Linked DNA regions of Mus musculus: region 1 is linked to region 2. Evidence: chromatin contacts called from public promoter capture Hi-C data. All regions are on one chromosome and are shown on one strand. The core of a region is the stretch at or near the end of the contact, and the rest is flanking DNA. Distances in the headings are between cores, read along the strand shown. Region 1 holds the start of Tmem50a (transmembrane protein 50A). Region 2 holds the start of Snhg3 (small nucleolar RNA host gene 3).

What was found. Promoter capture Hi-C pulls out the DNA fragments that hold promoters and counts their contacts.
Region 1: a promoter capture Hi-C map of cranial neural crest shows a contact between it and region 2. The contact joins the promoter of Tmem50a here to the promoter of Snhg3 in region 2. A contact is called at or near these places in 2 of 39 promoter capture datasets (cranial neural crest and embryonic stem cells) and 1 of 9 other capture datasets (liver).

The regions. Positions count from the first base shown.
Region 1 is chr4:134,913,588-134,916,563 of GRCm38.p6, forward strand. It overlaps Tmem50a (transmembrane protein 50A), which reads right to left and starts at 1,329. Exons shown (of 7, transcript NM_027935.2): 1 at 1,302-1,329.
Region 2 is chr4:132,352,183-132,355,065 of GRCm38.p6, forward strand. It overlaps Snhg3 (small nucleolar RNA host gene 3), which reads right to left and starts at 1,504. Exons shown (of 3, transcript NR_003270.2): 1 at 1,415-1,504; 2 at 481-516; 3 at 1-61. It overlaps Snora73b (small nucleolar RNA, H/ACA box 73b), which reads right to left and starts at 344; the gene lies at 140-344. Snora73a (small nucleolar RNA, H/ACA box 73a) reads right to left here and starts at 797; the gene lies at 593-797. RefSeq lists a cis regulatory region at 1,243-1,762.

The sequences.
Region 1 (2,976 bases), core at 79-2,578, 2.6 Mb after region 2:
ACTGCTCTTTCAGAGGTCCCAGCAACCACATGGTGGTTCATAACCATCTATAGGGGGATCTGGCGCCCTCTTCTGGCCTGCGGATGTACAGGCAGCACAGCACTCATAAATAAATACAAATTAAGACAAGAAAACAAAACAAAATCAGGATGGTCTTAGCATATTTACATAATATGAATGAAGGTGATTACCTTAACCTTAAACAAAAATGTACTGTCACAAAAATGACATCTCCTCAAAGATGTCACATTTTATTATTTCAAGTCCACTAGTTCTTTAAGTGAGGGCAATGATGCTTAGCCCTCCACAGCTGCTTTCTAAACCTTAAGCTCCCTACTAAAGGTTCCTATTTGATTTTAATAATAAGGACATGATAGACTTTGGTTTTAAGGTAAAAATGTAAACTTGGATGGAAAATACTTCCTCTAGGAATCTGCACATTTTATCCTACATCTGTGTCTTTCATGCCCAGATTAAGAAGAGAACGGCTCAACTTCGGGCTTTATTTCTATTTCGTTTTTTCTCCACTATTTGTCCCTTCACCAAGCCTGCCTTCGGATGTCATTACTTTGTAAAGGGCACTCATCTTACTATCCCTAACTCTGCTACTGATGCTGTTTGTACATTCCCCACAAAAAAGGGCAGGCCTGAAACGAATTCAGACTTAAATAAAGAACGTGCAGTCAAATTACCACGGTCAGCCGAAATTGTCTTAAATCCCATAAAACCCTCCTCCTTCAAGTTCAGCTGTGCAGACCCAGCCGGAGAAACGTAACTCATCTTAATTTCACAGATAAAACCTGAATTAAATACAACTCGCTCACAGTGAACACCCCAGATCTCACATGACTCCCTAAGGAAGGCGATTTCAGTTTTAGCCGCCTCTAAACAAGCTAAAGGGAAAAACTGATAGACTTTTGTGATGAGTTCGGGTCTGAAAATACACTCGTTTTTATCTAATGATTGGAAAGAAAAGCAACCCACTATGTGTAATTGTCGGTTCCCCCAATGGCCCACCCGAGTCCATTTTTCGTTGCACAATTCTTTGACATTTTCAAAGGCAGACCCGCCCTGCAGACTGGAGGAACAGGGCGCGGTTACGCGTGGGCCGAACCCCGACGCGCCACCGTCGGATGAGCGTGCCCAGCTCCACAGTTCTGGGGAAGAGTCCCCGCCACAGGAAGCGGCCCCGCAGGTCGCGGGATCTCAGCCCCGGCGGCGGCGGCGTCCAGGAGCTGGGGCACGGCCACTGCCGCGAGTTCGAGCCCGGCCCGCTGCTCCGCCCTCCCGTCCGCACTCACGTCCAAGTCCGGAGTTGGGAGTCGCGGCGCGTTTGGTAGCCTCGGTTTACTCCAGTTCTGCAAGAAAACAAAACAGCCACAGGCAATCAGACTCCCGGATGTCGATGTGCCGGTCCGCCCCCGAGTCAGTGCGCATGCGGATCGAGAGCGAAGGGCGGATCCCTGGGGTGCAGCCTATGGGCCACGCCCACCGCGCCGACAAGTCTGTGGGTTACCCGGACTCCCTTGTCACTGTGAGAAATGCTAGAGTGGAGCCTGTCTTCTGGGATGGGACCAAGGAAGGGAGGCAACAGTCCACCTGTACTGTTTGGTTTTGTTGTTGTTGTTACACTTTTTAAAATGTATTCTTCTTGTCATTGTGTAGAGATCAGACAGATCACCCACCCTCCAAGAGTGGTCCTTCTTTTCCTTTCGTCATATGGGTCCCAGGAATCAAACTCAGGTTATTTGACTTAGCAGCAAGTACCTGCTTTACCTGCTGAGCCATTTTTCCGGCCCGATGGTGACTTTAAGAGGGCTGGCATGGCCCTGCTGTCATCTCATGTTCACGTGGGTGGCAGGTAGTCAGGAGCCTGTGGCACAGAAGGTGGTTGGGTGGCTCACTGCCTTGCAGGAGGGATCATCTCTCCGGTCCCCAGCATGAAATCTATGTAGCTTTTGTTGAGAGGGGGAATTAGCTGATTAGTATTTGAAACTATACAATACCCCCTCCACACAACCCCCCTTCCCTCCTCCCCCGCCCCCCCGACTGTGCCTGAACCCAGGGCTCTACCACTCAGTCCAGGTTCTAGACCCATAACCTATTTAACTTTTACATGTTTTACATGATGAGTATTTTGCTTGCATGCACATCTGTGCGCCACTGTGCACTGTGCTGGCAGAGGCCAGAAGAGGTGCCTGGAACTGGAATTACAGCTGTTGTGAGCTACCGTGTGGGTGTAGAGAACTGAACCTGGGTCGTCGAGAGAACAGCCTGCACTCTGAATCATCGCGTCATCTTTCCAGCAACTCCAGGACCTATTTTTAAATGGACACATTTCTTAGCCCTAGAGATTAAAGGTTTATTGTGACTGGCTAAAGACTGGTTAATGTCTCAAGGTCAGGCAGTGCTCCCCCAGCCCTGTGTGTGTGTGTGTGTGTGTGTGTGTGTGTGTGTGAGCGCGCGTGTGTGCACATGTGTGTGCATGTAGGCATTTATTTCTTTAGTTGCTATTCTGGACCTCCCCATGCTAAGTTGACATTCTACCTCTGACCTCTGAGCCATCTCTCCAGGTCTTTTGCTTTTGTTTTTGTTTTTTCCCAACATGGTTTCTCTGTGTAGCCTTAGTTTTCCTGAAATTTGTTCTCTAGGCCAGGCTGGCTGGCCTTGATCTCAGAGATCTGCCTGCCTCTGCTTCTCAAGGGCCAGGATTAAAGGCCCACACTACCACCACCACCACCACCAAACCCAAATGCAGATCTTAATGAAAACTTTTAAATGTCTATTCATATTTTTTAACTGCTCTTAGTAAAGCTTCTACGAAGCTAAGTTCTGCAATGAAATCTTGCTGGAGGTCTGCTGGAGCTATTGGGTCCTGTCTGGGTAGAGCTCAGGGTTGGGTGAAGCTCCTAAGTCAAGATGCAGGACTATTGAAGCCACCGGGGCAGTGGAGGTGAAGGGCAGGCCACGGTCCAC
Region 2 (2,883 bases), core at 254-2,753:
AATTTTAGCACGCTGTATATAATAACTATTCAGTAGGTGCCCCCGCTGATTCTCTTCTTTCCTGGAAGAGGGGAAAAAAAAAACAACACAAACATCAGGTTCCTAAAGTTGACATACCAAAAGCCTTAGGAATTTAAATTTTTGTTTCCTGCATGGTTTGTCTCCTCAGTCATGGTCCACGGGACTCTGAGAAGTCGTAGGAATATGCAGGCGCAGACTCGAAAGCCCAGCTTCATCTCCAACGTTGTGGAAAGGGACTGTACATCACCGGGCAATGCCCTAAGCTCCCGTTCGCCACTAGGACAGAGCCCGGGGAGAGTGACCTCCCGGGATATCCACGTTGGAATGTCTGGTTAGCACCCAAACGTTTAGTCAACTTCAACAGGCGACTACACCCCCCCCCCCCACACACACAGTGTATATCACTAATAACGTACACATGGAGCAGAAAGCACTAAGCCAGCCTCAGGGTGAACGTACCTCCATCAACAAAGTACCTGAAATCATTGACCGGGTCTGCAAGAGAAGACTTTAATCAGTAAGTTAAACCCTTAGAGTACTCGGACGCACCCCCAGATTGCATGACTTAAAAAACTGTTTCCTGCATGGTTTGTCTCCTCAGTCATGGTCCACAGGACTCTGAGAAGTCGTAGGAATATGCAGGCGCAGACTCGAAAGCCCAGCTTTATCTCCAACGTTGTGGAAAGGGACTGTACATCACCGGGCAATGCCCTAAGCTCCCGCTCGCCACTAGGACAGAGCCCGGGGAGAGTGACCTCCCGGGATATCCACGTCGGATAGTCATGGTAATGTCTTTTTTTTTGACAAAATGCCACAGGGTCCTTTTGCCAGACCTCCAGCTGGAGGAAAAACCCCAAAAACGCCTGTCTCCAGAGTGCTGTGACTACAGACTTCAGCCACCTTTTCAGATCTTGAAGCAAACAGAACACAACACCCCCATCGGAACCAAACTATCCAGAAATTATCTACCTAAAAAAGGGTCCTCTGAAAAATGGGAGATTAATGAACAAAAAACTGCAGAAATCCCGTTACAAGGTGAAGAGAAAGTATAACTGGGAAGCAAGGCGAAATGATTAAGTTAAAACCGAACGCTGGAAGGCGGCTAACACTTCAAATCACAAGGCAGGAACCAAAGACCCTGTCCTCTTAAAGTGAACATTAAAGGAAAGTGCGTAGACCAACTCAGTCTCCCAGGCAATAATCCTGCGAGCGTTGGGATCCCCGAAAGAAAACGGTTACTGGGCTCGGAGGCGCGTGACCTCACGCCATGCTCGGCTAGTGAGCCCGGCCTCCCACACCGGGTCCGCCCAGCCGCGACCCTGCCTGTCTGCGGAGCCCGTGCGGGACCGCGCGGGCAAACCCTCAGCAGCCGAGAGCAGCGCACTGTACTCACCAAGAACAAGCACACCAAGAGAGCGACGCCTAGAGAGACAGACCCGCGCCGACGCAGCCATATTTATACCTTAAGTAACGCCCGGAAGTCAGGCGTGGTCGACTATGCCTGCGCCTGCGCAGGGTTACGCTCACTTAGAAGCATTGGAAATGCGCTAAGGCTGATGGGATCGAGAACTTTTACCCTACTAAGGTGTTGGCGGTCTTAGCGTGAAATTGTTGAGCTTGTGAGGTTTGTCCTCTCGGCCTGGATACACTGGTATATGCAAAATGAAAAAAAAAAAAAAAGCCTAGAGAAATATTTTCTAGATTCCAGAGTTTGAATCTACTTTGTTTGTGGAAGGAACAGTTGATACAGAACATAGATGCTACAATTAAAAACTTCCCATGGAGGGGGCCTGAGAGGTGGCTTAGTGGTTAAGATTCCTGGTTGAAGGCGGGAGGGTGGCGCACGCCTTTAGTCCTAGCACTCAGGAGGCAGAGGCAGGCGGATTTCTGAATTTAAGGCCAGCCTGGTCTACAGAGTGAGTTCCAGGTCATCCAGGGCCACACAGAGAAACCCTGTCTCGAAAAAACAAAAACAAAACACTAATGCTGTTTCCCAGATTTTTAAGACATGAAATTAAGCCTGATGAATGTTGTTGTGAAATATTTATTTGAAAGAATGGCTGTCTGGGCGTGATGGTGTAGGTTTTTCTGTTTTGTTTTTTGAGTCAGGGTTTCTCTGTATAGCCCTGGCTGTCCTGGAACTCTTTGTACACCAGGCTGGCCTCGAACTCAGAAACCCGCCTGCCTCTGCCTCCAGAGTGCTGGGATCAAAGGCGTGCGTCACCACACCCAGCTCCCATTGAGCCATCTTGTTGGCTCTGCCCTCTCCTTTCTGACATGGTTTTTCAGACCTCAGTCTCTCTCCACGAAAAACAGTGGGCAGTGTGAACCTTCAGAACAACCTTCTGGAGATGTTTTAACCCCAAAGCTGCAGGAACAAGGGGAGACCTAATAATCTGGACCACGGGAACATGGGATCAGAGAAACATCCAACAAAAAGTTCTGACTACTGGTTTCTTTTCACGCTTAGGGAAGGGTAATGTGCCAAGTGCCAAGCAGCAAATGAGTCACTGCTGAGGTGCCCTGGGCAGAAACTGGGCAGCCTGCCAGAGAGGACAGGCAGTACCAGCCACTCTGGTGACACCAGCCTGGTGACACCAACCTGAGGTTCATTCAGCTGTGGGCCATATTGAGTTAATCCTTGTAAGGGACTGTTGAAACTCCTTGTTCTCAAACATATGTAAAAATGGCATTTGTCAGCTGGGCGTGGTGGCACATGCCTTTAATCCCAGCACTCTCGAGGCAGAGGCAGGCAGATTTCTGAGTTCAAAGCCAGCCTGGTCTACAAAGTGAGTGCCAGGACAGCCAGGGCTACACAGAGAAACCCTGTCTCAAAAAAACAAAAACAAAAACAAAAACAAA